Regions from separate parts of the Mus musculus genome. Here region 1 is linked to region 2. The links are chromatin contacts, called in public promoter capture Hi-C maps. All regions are on one chromosome and are shown on one strand. The core of a region is the stretch at or near the end of the contact, and the rest is flanking DNA. Distances in the headings are between cores, read along the strand shown. Region 1 overlaps Parg (poly (ADP-ribose) glycohydrolase). Region 2 holds the start of Ogdhl (oxoglutarate dehydrogenase-like).

Region 1 (6,707 bases), core at 499-2,998, 88 kb after region 2:
TTGAACCTCCAGAACTGAGCCAAAAAACGTTTCTTTTCTTTATAAAGTACCATTCGTTTCTAATTTTATCTGTTTTCTTTCTCCTTCTTATGGTTTACTTTAGAACCATACAGAATTTCATTTTTGTATCAAAAACAAAGAAAATCTTCAGATTGCATCTTTTTAAACAGAAAATTAAAATAATTATATTCAGTATACCCAAATGCATAATATTTAGTTTCCATATTAATCTTTTATTACTTTAGCTTCTCCATTTGTCTGTATATCCAAGAATTCACTTTTGAATGCATTTTTAAATTACAGCATTACCTTTCTGTCTGTTTATCTACAAAATAAGAGTAATTCCTACAGAATTACAGGACTTTCAACAAATAGCAGGCATGGTTATGATGACAGATTATGTAGTTCCCTGCCTTGTTTAACATTTCACATAACTGCCACTAGTTAAACTTTAGGAATTCGTTCTCATCTCTGTGTGATGTTTCCTCCCACTTGTTTAATGGGCCTTTCTTCCATGATTCTGTAGCTGAACACACACACCTATAAGAGCAGTTACTACAGTTTATAGTAATTTTATTATTTTCCCCCCTTGCCTCAAATGTACAAACACTGACCATATAAGGACTGTGCTGTAAGCATCTCAAACCCTCCGTACCAAGCACAGTATATAATATTCATCATTGGCTGAGGAAGAGTTGACAGACAATGGAAAAGCTAGGGATGCAGCTAACTGATTGAGTCCTTGCTTAGCATGTACAAGGCCACAGATGTGTTCCCCAGCACCAGTATACACAGTAAAACAAGTTAGTGGAGCTTGGGAGTTAGTAGAACCCAGTGAGTAAAGTACACCCATACTCATGAGGCCCTGAGGTGGACACCCAGAAAACATATTTAAAAAACAAAGGGCATCAAAAGCAGTGCAGAAGAGGCAGAAAAACAGGTGAAGTGACAGAGCCCTGGAGCTTGCTAGCCAGCTAGAGAAAACTAGATAGCAAGTCCCAGGCCCCTGTGAGAAATCCTGTCCCAACACAACAGAACCAAACAACAAAGCCTAACAGCTAAGGTGGATTGCTCCTGAGGAATGGCACCTGAATGTGACCTTTGGCCCCATGTATACACATGCACATACAGGTGTACACACACACAGACCCCCAACCAAACAGAAGCCCACATACAGTTGGTGGTCATGAAAGCATAATTTGCCCCAAAAGAGCCCTGCAAAACAGAAAAATACAAGAACATTCAAGAGGAAGTAAAGGCCAAAGGTAAATGAGTCGTTTTATACTAAACAACTGAGTGGCAGACATTAAGATTGAATGTCAAGGGTTTTCTCCCAGATCACAATGAAGAGTAGTTTAGAGAATGAAGTGCTAACTTAGAAACTCAAAAACTAGCTATAGAGCCAGATGTACATATATTCTCTAATACAGGAGACCCCTAAACTCTTCCTTTCCTTATGGAAACGGTCCTATGGCTCTGCTTAATTCCCAGTTATGAAGGTTCTAATAGAATAGTGTTTGAGGGATACTATAGCTCCATGCATAAATTTAAAGTATATTAGGTAATGAGCCAGTAATGCACAACTATTTTGAAACCTCTTTCTCTTAAAAACCAAAACAACACCCCCACATCAGTAAACATCTGAGTCCTACTGACTGAGCCAGCAGGACCACCTGTGTCCACACTCCCGCTTAAGCACTAAGCTACTCTGACTCAGCCCCTCTCCACTCTTCACAGGAATGCTAGCTACATGATGTAACTGTGTCCTGCTGCTCAATCCCTTCGGTTTCTGCCCAAGCACATCCTGATGTGTCCCTGCTCTGCTTGAAAGCTTTCAATGGTTTGCATCACCTTTTCAATACAGTAGAAACTCCATAGTTTAAGATATTTATGTACCTATATAATATTATATATTAATATTAGATAATTCAGCTTTAGATATCTACCTAAATATTAAAGTATTTAGTCTATCTTGACCTTGATGCTTACCTGGTCTTATTTAGCGTATCATAAAAGCTGATATCCACACAGACACATATCCACCCTCCTGCGCATTTTACATACTGCAACTCAACTATTCAGTCTTCCCGGCACCAACTTATAGTTCCATGACTCTAATGTCTTTCTTTAGTTCCTAAACAATTTTCTTGCTATCTTGTTCAAAAAATAATTGTTTCAAAGTCCATCTATTTTTCCTTTCCAGTTCTCTCCTGCAATTTTTCTGTGTATGTTTTCTTTTTAAAATAGCCTTAAATTTTTCTGCTGTGTGCTGTTATTTATGGACACGCTTTCTAACGCTTACTGGAAGTTCCTTTAAGACAAGATTAATGGCTGGTTCCCCATGTCTAGAACAGTGATGTTCATGTGCAACAGTGTTAATAAAAATACTTTAACAGCCATCTATCTCACTCAGCCTATTTTACAAAGCTCGCCCTCCTTTCTACTGCTGTCCAGAGTTTCTACAGCTTAGGCCAATTACTACAGCAGGCTCTTAGAAGGTGGCTGAACTGTTTAGGGGCTCAGTCTTCTATAATTTATCTTAAGCCTACTGGAAATTTCACTAGCATTTTACAAGTCTCTTCAGGAGACAAGTTGCTATTTCAAAAATTAAAAGTAAGTCAAAATTACTAAGATGTTCAATGTTAACTTATTCTTTAGACATGTTTCAGAGCACAGAAAAATTAAACATTAGAAGAAAAAGGAAAATTCTATCACTAAATTTTGTAAGAGTAAAAAATCAGCTAGAGCAGGTGAATGTCTCTACCACTTATCTGTGTACAGCTCAGGATGACAGTTGGAAGAGAGGAATGTGACAGCTTACAAGAAAACAAACTTACTCATCCTCCTTAATCTCTGAAGGCTCATCAAAGCCTGACAGCCAGGCACAGGGTGATCTCTCATGTGTATCACCCATCACAATTATGGCTTCAATAACAACGTTCTCTACATTTTAATACAGTACACTGGTTTTCAGGAAATATCCAGTCTATTATTGTCATATTTAAGAAGGTAAGCTTCACAAATTAGCAGCTAACTAATCTGTAGCTCTGAATATGACTGAGACAAAGCACAGGTGTCTACAGAGCCACCCCAGCTCTGTGCTTCCCCCTTTTCGTTGGTTAATGAGCTGTACATGGTTTCCCAGTACCATGACTCAAGCTTGGGAAATATTGATAAAAATCTTAACTCATTAAAGCATCTGAAACTATATTCACTAAAGAAAGAAGAAATATTCTGATTTCTAAAGTATTTTTCTTTTAACAGTCCTTAGACTAATTTGATAGTTATCTGCTCAAATACTATTCTTTCTTTCTAGCTGGGAGGGTAAGGGATGGGGAGGGCATGGTAGACGATGGAATCTTTCTATTTCTAATTGATAAATTCTTTATTTTGTCAGTACAATTACTTTCACTATTATCATTTGACTTACTATGTAACTTAGGGCAGTTATTTACTAGACATTGTGTATATTAGAAAACACTAAAAACTAGGCAAAGACAAGCGTTTCTTCTGACTAGTTTTATGTCAACTTTACACAGACAAGAGTCATCTGAAAGAAAGGAACCTCAATTGAATTGAGAAAATGTTCCCATAATATCTGGCTCCAAGTATTTTCTTAATCAGTGTCTGATGGGGGGTGGGAGACACGCCCGTTGTGGACGGTGCTATTCCTGGTGGGCTAGTGGTCCTGCATTCTGTAAGAAAGCAGGCTGAGCAAACCATGAGGAGCAAGTCTATAAGCTGCACCCTCCATGGCTCCTGCATCAGCTCCTGCCATCAGGTTCCTGCTGTGTTTGAGTTCCTGTGCTGATTTCCTTTGATGACGAATAGTGATGTGGAATTGTAAGGCAAATAAACCCCCCTTTCTTCCCCAAGTTGCTCTGACAGCAGTCTCTCTTCATGGCAATAGGCACTCTAAGACAGGATCATATAAAGAGACGAGAAGGAGCTCTGGGGAAAGCAGAGATCTTGTCAACCCTATTAGCAAGACAGTAATAACTATAAAACATTAGCAGCCCAACTAGATATAGCTCACATACCAGCCTCCCCAACAGGGTTTCAAAAAACACATTCCACAAAAACTATGCACTGAATTTAAAAACTAAAAGGATGGGGGCAGAAGCATTAAAGCCCAACTTAACACACAGTATAGACACACAGTATAGATGGGGGTCAAGTAAAGAATCGTTTGGACACTACCAAGAAACTAGGGACAAGTTCATACTCAGATGGCTGTGCTGCTCTAGGACATAAAATATATAGGCAGTCCTTCCATAGATTTCATCAGAAGGCAGCTTCTTACTTCCTGGCTCAAGGAATCTCTTAATTGTATGAATATTACTAGAGGGAACGAACCGCAGACAGAGGTTAGAGACATTCTTTCCTAGAGTCAAGATGGTTTGTGGTTGGATTATGTCTCCAAGATTACTGACTTTTGCCCATTGTACCTAAATATCTTTCCAAACACAGAAAAGGAATCAACCTTTAGGCCATGCTAACCAATGCCTTTTATTGACTGTTCAGTTTTTAAGAAAGGGCAAGTGATAAATAGCTCTAACAGTTCCAGTGTCCCTTACATGCATGTCAATCAGGAGTTTTGCCCTCAGGTCTACCTAACAGGTGGTGGTTTCTACTATGTAGTAGAGAATGCTTTGGGTCTGTACTAACTTTAGCCTATCAACTTCAACCATATGATTTTTGTAACAGCACATAGCTATCCATCTACAACTTATGTAACTGTTCTTTTGCTTCCAAAGAGTCTTTATCAAACTATTCAAATGGCATACAATACCCATCTCATGGATTCTACGAGGCATCTTCTGGATGGAAAGTCAGATGGTTGAGCTTGGGCCTCAAAGCCACAATGGGTTTTTCTGGCTCTTTGGGGTCTACTCAGAGAACCAATTCTGCACAGTTATTTCCTACCAGATGATACATTCTATTCTGGAGGACGCTCATTAAACTCAGGAGGTAAATAAACAGTTCAATAGCTTCACAGTCCCTGAAACTGACTAGACTGACTAAGGCCCCTCTTTCCCTAAATTTATATGAACAGAGGGGACTGCTGATACGAGTATTCTCAGATTAGCCTAGCTGCCTAATGTGGACAGACCACCTGAGTTGCCTAGAAGAGACACTTACCAACCTGTTCAGCTGCCTGTAAGTTGTGTAGAGTAACTCCAGGTTTCCCACTTTTAAGAATGGTCATCCAAGCTAAGGAGGACTTTTGGTGATGTTATCTATTTTTTAATCCCTTCTGTTCCTGTAAGTAACCTCAATAAACCCACTGGTTCAAAGTCTCATGAAAAATAGTGTCAGACAACACTCAAGTTGCTGCACAAAGCCCTCAACATGCATCAAGATCTAGACTAGCCTTCATTTAGACCAACACTCATTGAAAAAACAAACAGAGAAAGGAAAACAAGGGGGAAAGATTTGCTTTCAGACCTCACTAAAGCCCCCTTACAGCTGCTCCTAAACACATCTGCTTCTAATGAGTTTTTCATTGGCATTAATTTCTTGCTTTAGGAAATAAGCCATCAAGCACTTAAAAGTCTTAAAATTCAAGACTTCTCTGGATAGGACAAATTTCATCATAAGTATCTTAATTTCTTTCTTTCTTTCTTTCTTTCTTTCTTTTTTTTTTTTTTTTTTTTTTTTTTTTTTTTTTTTTTTTGGTTTTTCGAGACAGGGTTTCTCTGTGTAGCCCTGGCTGTCCTGGAACTCACTTTGTATACCAGGCTGGCCTCAAACTCAGAGATCCACCTGCCTCTGCCTCCCAAGTGCTGGGAGTAAAGGCGTGTGCCACCACTGCCCGACTGTATCCTAATTTCAAATTACAATCAATTTGGGAACATTCTTAGAAAAAAATACCTGGGCTGGTGAGATGGCTCAGTGGGTAAGAGCACCCGACTGTTCTTCCGAAGGTCCGGAGTTCAAATCCCAGCAACCACATGGTGGCTCACAACCATCTGTAACAAGATCTGACTCCCTCTTCTGGAGTGTCTGAAGACAGCTACAGTGTACTTACATATAATAAATTTAAAAAAAAAAAAAGAAAAAAAAACCTCCACTCTAGTTCTTGAGACAAAATAGGACTTTAATCAAAAAGTCACACTATTTCTAAAATTCAATTCATTAAAAATGAAGATCTTGCAGTTTCATAAAATATGAAGGGTTTTCCTATACAGTATTTACTGTATAATCACTATTTTTCATGCTAACAATAAACTGCCTAATTTGTACTTTTAAATGTTTTTGTACTCTATGAAATACTTTGAAAATACTTTTAAACTTTTAATTTAATAGAATTAACTGCTTACCAAACTTAAAATGCAATAAAGAATTGCATACAAATAAAGAACTGTACATATATATTTAAAGAGCTTCATTCTTAAGTATATAGTATTAATAAACAAAACTACAATATGAATGTCTCTTTGATTAAAGCTGAAACAAACCTAATTCTCAAACGGTTTGAGGGCGCCCCCTGGTGGCAGATTATTTAGAAGAAAAAATTCATTAGCAATTAAGACTAGCACTGTTACAATAAAAATATTTTTAATTCATTAAATTCAACTTAGAAACATGATTATTTCAAGTAATCTATCATAGAAAAATTCAAGCTGTGATAAAAGTGCTAAGAAGTTACAGAAGTCATTGTTCATCTACTATGTCTAGACTGTCAAGTTGAGCTTTGTGAAGAA
Region 2 (5,797 bases), core at 63-2,562:
CCTACCCCCATGCCAGCTGGGCTTGAGGACCCCAGAGCTTTGCTGAGCTCCAAATCTATAGCCAAGGCCCTAATTAACCCTGTTAGGTCCTGCTCATACAGGGCAGGATGGCGGCAAGCACACCCTAAAACGTGCCCTGTGCAAGTTTCTAGTGGGAAGATCTTGGGGGCATCCTTTTTGGAACAATGTCATCCAGTCAGAACCAGGGCAGGCAACTTAATACTAAGTCTCCTGCAGTGGTGCACAGGGGAGGGCTGCTCTGTAAACTGCCCTTGGGAAAATCAGTTAGTAGAGGTCAGAGTAGGGAGGCCCCCTTCCCTCCAAACCCTGAAGCAGCACGCAGTAGCAGAGTCTTTCTACCTGTCTTGTACTAGAAACTGAACTCACTGCCTGACTGGAAAATGTAGAACTCCAAAGAGCTAGGCAGAAGGGTGTGATGGGGGTCGGGGTGCAAGCTTACTTTCTTGACAGGGAGGAAGGAAGGGCCAAACTAAAGCCCAGAACTGGGGTGTGTACAAAGATGGGTAAGGTCTGTTGAAGGTTACTGGTGGATGGAGAGGAAATACACAGATTGGCTTGGGATTGGAGCCCGTAGGGCTGGGGGTTTCAGCGCTGGGTCTTTGCAGAGCATGGTCCTTAGGGTCAATCAGATAAGTCCTCTTAGGGCTCATCCTGAGTGCGGGAGGATGGCTGAGACCTCAAACTACTTGACCTAGATATCTGGTCGGCCTCCATTTCCTCAAGTGGGAGCACAGACCGCAGTTAAAAACAAGTATAGGGCCTGTCCTGGGACTTCGAAGCTGCTTGCATGTCCCGCCAGATGCAACCCTGGAACCTCTTCAATCTCAGTGCTGTTCTGGGCAGCCCCCCTCTCCTTGGAAGAGTACCAGGCAGGCTCCTCTCCAGGCCACTACGGCAAACAGTGGGGGGGGGGGGGGGGCTGCAGCCTTCCGGCCTGAAGCCCCACTATTGGCAAGTCACTCCTTCCCACGAAATCTGCATTCACCTGCTGACAAGCACAAAGGACCGGGGGTCCTAAGGAACGCTGCACTTAGTCTAGGGAGAGACCAAGGTCAAGTTCCCGTTCCCCACACCCCACCCCACCCCCTCCCCAAGGGCCTGGCTGAGGTTAGTGGGCAGCGCTGCCCCAGGACCTAGGATCGAGTTGCAGAGGGTTCAGCTCGCAGGAACGGGGGTCGCGCCGCCGCTCTCACCGGCTGGCCGAGGTTCCGGGCCACGCGGTCCGGGGGGCTGAAGGTCCGGGGACTGAGCGGAGGGTCACGAGCAGCGCGCTGTATCAATTACCTAGGTCACGTGACACGGCCGCCGTGAGCGCGCACCCTCGGGATTCCGCGCGTCGTGACGTCTCGGTAGACGCCCCGCCCTGTCTGCGGCCCTCGCTGTCCGAGGTGCTGACCTCCCAGATCCAAGACCTCATGTGGCCCCCAAAGAGCCAGGTGCTTCCAGATGGCCAGCAGGAGCCCAGGTCTGCCCTGTCTGAGTGACTGGAGACAGTGCTGGACCCATGAACCCCAGAGTCCTCGACCTGAAACTAAGAGGAACGTACCAGAATAAAGCAGACTTGTATGTGTGTATGGGGGAAAGATAGATTCCTCTCTATCACCCATAAAATGGGAATGCTATTAAAAGTTCTGCTGTCTTCCAGCTGTTTTGAAGAAAGGATGAAGCAGTTTATGAAAAAATGCTTAGTGCCCTACCAATTCACTTTCCAAGGGATTGTGGCCTGGTTTCCCTCTCCTCAGAGAATCATTGCCACAGACAATCTAACAAAGAATATACATTGACAGAACCTGTGGAAATTTAATCTGCACTTTTATTATTAGTGATTTGCCAACTTATGTTATTGGTCAGTTTGGAGTTTTTCTGATGTGTTCCTGCCTTTTTCTTTTCTGTATTGGGCTCTGTTTCATTTCTAAGCAAATGCAGGATACACCCGTGGCTGGAAATGCTATCAGCAGTCCTTCACAGGATTACTGTAACAGCCCCTAACTGGCTTCTGTGTTTGCATCCCTTAATCCTGACCCAGCAGAGCAGCTAGGGACTTCCTGTGGAGCACAGCTTCATGTCACAGTTTGTACAATCATCTTTCTACGTAGCTGTTTAAGATCCACTGATCCTAAGCAAACTGTGGATAATTGACCTTGTGGTTTTTTGAGTGTTCCATCTGAAGGCTCCTATATCACATAAAACCATAATCAAATGACGTTTTATGTTTGTCTCTTGACAACCTGTCCTTGATTTACAGGAGTCTGGGCCAGCATCCTTTGTGAGAAGCAGGAAAGGAATCACCCCTTTCCCTTCCCTTCAAGGTAATAAATACCTGTAATTCCAGTACCATGAAGGCTAAGGCAGGATAGTTAAGAGTTCAAGGCCAGGCTGAAATACATATTGAGAACCTGTCTCAAAACAACTCCCAGATTCTGTCCAGGAGACTCTAGGCAGCTATGAATGTCCAAGGTTGCATTTTTGAACTCCTTTTCTGGCAAGTGTGGGGGAAATGGAGGGTAAAATGTGAAAGTGTGCGTTGTCTTGAGTGGGGGGACAATCAAGCACTGCTAGAGAAGAAGCCGGGACAGATCTGATAGTGAGTTGGAAGCCAGTCTGGGAGATCAGTGGCTTGCGGGGTGTTTGGTAGGGTGTGAGTAACATGCATTTCTGGCTTTCTTGACTGGAGTTCATTGAGTAGGAAGCAGGTAAGCCGTGTTGAGAGGCACATCAGAGAAGTTTACAACTGAGAGTCAATCATGAATGAATGACCCAAGAAGGTAAGTTAACCTGTGTCCACAGGCAGGGCAACGGCCTAGCCAATCAGAAGGCTTCAGAACTTTCTGTTTGTTTATAGCCCTTTGCAAAGCTCTAAGTGGGACAAAGAGATGGATCCACATCCTGGAGGGAAGGTGAGTCACTCATAGAATGGGATGGGGAAGAGACTGCCAAGGACAGGAACCTCTGCCTGGGAAGCCTGCTGGTAGATCAGCCTTCTCTTCTGATTGTTGTTCTGCTAATTACAGCAATTGAAGCAATTATTCGGGTGCAATCAAGACTCTCATAAGGTGGCTGCCATTCTTAGGAGCCTGGGAGGACTTAAGGCAGGGACTGGAGCTCTGCAAAAATCTTGGCAGCAGAGACCTGTCTTTGCTTCCTCGGGTGTGGGATACAGACACATATGTTTACTCATTCTGATAGTATGGACTAGTTCATTGAGAAATATGAAGCATATAGTGGTAAAGTCCCACATCAATTAGGACTCAAGAAAATGCCCCACCGACATGCCATGCCCACAGCCTTATCTGATGAAGGCAATTTCTCGATTGAGGGTTCCACTTGCCAGAGGACTCTAGTTTGTACCAAGTTGGCAAACACAACGTGTTAAGGTTTACACTGTGTCCCTGCTTCCAAATTTGTAATATGAAGTCCTAACCCCAGGTACCTCAGAATGTCACTACCTTTAGAGATCAGTATTTAAGAGGAAATTGTGTTAAAGCGTGGGCATTGCAATGGCTCTAATCAAGTAGGACTAGTATAAATATATCCGTATAAGTAGAGGAAATTCAGGCACAGACACTGAAGTGGAAATTGCTGGTTTCTTTGGAGACTCAGTTGTATCATGTGATGTTTTCCTGGAAACTGTCTTATGATAGGATGTTTTTGCTGAAGCAGACATGTGGGAGGATGTTTTGCTGAGAACAGACACATGGTGCTTTCCTGGAAGCTGCCTGGGAAAAGGGCATGTGATGTTCTGCTAGAGTGGACACTTGAGGGAATAAGTGGTGTTTGGAAATGGTACAAATATAGCCCAACAAACAATGGACAATGGCAATGACGACTACAACAACAACGATGACAACGATAACAATGAAGCTGTATTGGTTTGCCTTGCCACCCTTTGCTGATCATTGTTTTGTTTGTTGTGATTTTTAGAGAGAAATGCACAAAAGAAGTTCTAGTGGTGTTCCTGAGGCTGCAGCTTCTTGGACTCTGGCTGATTGGCAGAATCTCTCAATTTCTTCTAGATGGAATTGCCATTGCTGATTCATGAATAGTGTTTGTGAGTGGCTTGAACTACCACTGCTGATTCATGTGAATTGAACTGCTGATATCCCGACAACACAGATTGGATTCGCCCGAAAGAACAATTTCAAAATGGGTCCATATCCTCCTTTGCCCTGTTAACCTTTCCTTTCCACTCCCCTGGTGGGTGGGTGGGCTAGAAGGGAGGTTAAAGCATTTAAGTGTACGTATTAAAGTAGGTTTTGAAAAATAGAAGCCTACAGACACAGAGAGGGTAAAGCATGTGAGACAGAAGAGAAAGATAACATCTGCCAGTGGAGAAGAAAGGCCTTGGGAGAACAGCCTTGCATTGCCTTGAAGATGGTGAAGACAGGAGTGTGGCCTGCTGGTACAACCTGCCTAGGACATTTGTCAGCGGAGCACACCAGTGTGAGGTCGTATGCAACCTCTGCTGCCCGACTTGAGCCCCACTTAGGATGTGATTTCCTCTCTGTCCCTGCTTCCCCTTTCTTCCTGATTACTGGGTCTGCATGCAGGGTCACTCCCAAGAAGAATAGGGCAGCCCCCATCACACAGACAGTTTCTGTGCATTCTCTCTCCCGCTCTTCCACCAGCCCATTAGCTTACCATTGTGAAGAGGCGTGGCGAAGGAACAGGTCACCACTCAGAAGCAAATGCTATGGGCTCTTTTTTTTTGGACTAATTTTTGTCTTCATCTTTATTTTTTTAGAAAGTTCAAAGACAATTTCATTTGAATTTAAAAGAAAAACACCCAAGGCCGCTGAGCAGTAGCTCTCAGCAGCTACGCCAAGGAGGAGAATGAGAGAGAGAGAGAGAGAGAGAGAGAGAGAGAGAGAGAGAGAGAGAGAGAGAGAGAGAGAGAAGTGGAAGGGGAAAGCCATGCCACGTGAGCTGGTGTGGAGGTCAGACACAAGGTGCACAAGTAGACAGGTGGTGGTGGTGGTGGTGCTGTCTTTATTGCCTAAAGATGTGGCCAGCAACTGAAAGAGACAGAAAAAAAAAAAAAAGAGGGAAGGAAAGTTGACCCCTCCTAAGTCAGGGAAGGTGACAGACCCAGCTGAATTTCACAGTGGCTGTGCTCTGGGGACAAGCTGGAGGGGGTATTCTAGAAAGCAAAAGCACAGTTTCTCAGTGTGGTGCCTTGAATATGATTGGCCCAGGGGAAGCGGCACCATTAGGAGGTGTGGCCTTATTGGAGGAGGTGTGGCCTTGTTAGAGGAAGTGTGTCACTGTGGGGGCGGGCTTTGAGGGCTTCTGAACTCAAGCTCTGCCCAGTGGGAAAAGAGAGAGCCAGTCTTCTCCTGTTTGCTTTCCGAACAAGATGTAAAACCCTCAGCTCCTCCAACGCCATGCCTCCCATCATGATGATAATGGACTGAACCTCAGAACCAGTAAGCCAGTCCCAATTAAATGTTGCTCTTTGCCTTGATTGTGGTGTCTCTTTACAGCAATGGAAACCCTAACTATGACACTCAGTAAACAAAAATATCCCACGTCTTTCTTTAGCATGACTTAATGTGAGCTCACTTTCCTAGGGGTGGTCCCCTTGTCAGGTGGTTAACTTGGCCTAACGAGAATGTTAGGTGTCCACTCAGGCCAGCGATTCTATTCTATTGACCTGATGGAGTTTTTCCTTAAAGGGCATTTATTGGTGCCCTAACATTCCCTCATTGGGAGAGTAACCTTTAAATCATTCAGGATCCAGATCAGGAATCAGAGCCCCAAACACTTGGGCCATCGCTGG

What was found. Promoter capture Hi-C pulls out the DNA fragments that hold promoters and counts their contacts.
Region 1: a contact with region 2 is called in a promoter capture Hi-C map of epiblast stem cells, with 2.3 times the contacts expected there. The contact joins the enhancer-like site here to the promoter of Ogdhl in region 2. A contact is called at or near these places in 4 of 39 promoter capture datasets (epiblast stem cells, hippocampal neurons, maxillary cranial neural crest and 1 more), 7 of 484 Hi-C or Micro-C datasets (the N1E-115 cell line, cerebral cortex, cortical neurons and 3 more), 3 of 115 datasets of contacts at active chromatin or transcription factors (embryonic forebrain, epiblast stem cells and stem cell-derived epiblast-like cells) and 2 of 9 other capture datasets (liver and pancreatic islet).

What each region holds. Positions count from the first base shown.
Region 1 is chr14:32,228,987-32,235,693 of GRCm38.p6, reverse strand. The region is part of intron 7 of Parg (poly (ADP-ribose) glycohydrolase); the gene reads right to left. Among named protein-coding and RNA genes, the nearest start is that of Parg, 30 kb to the right of the region's middle. Within about 2 kb of position 1,748, at least 6 of the 459 cell types and tissues checked have an H3K27ac peak or open chromatin away from gene starts, as enhancers often do. A contact at or near this core is called in epiblast stem cells, where this site is marked.
Region 2 is chr14:32,317,534-32,323,330 of GRCm38.p6, reverse strand. Ogdhl (oxoglutarate dehydrogenase-like) reads right to left here and starts at 1,312. Exons shown (of 24, transcript NM_001081130.2): 1 at 1,215-1,312.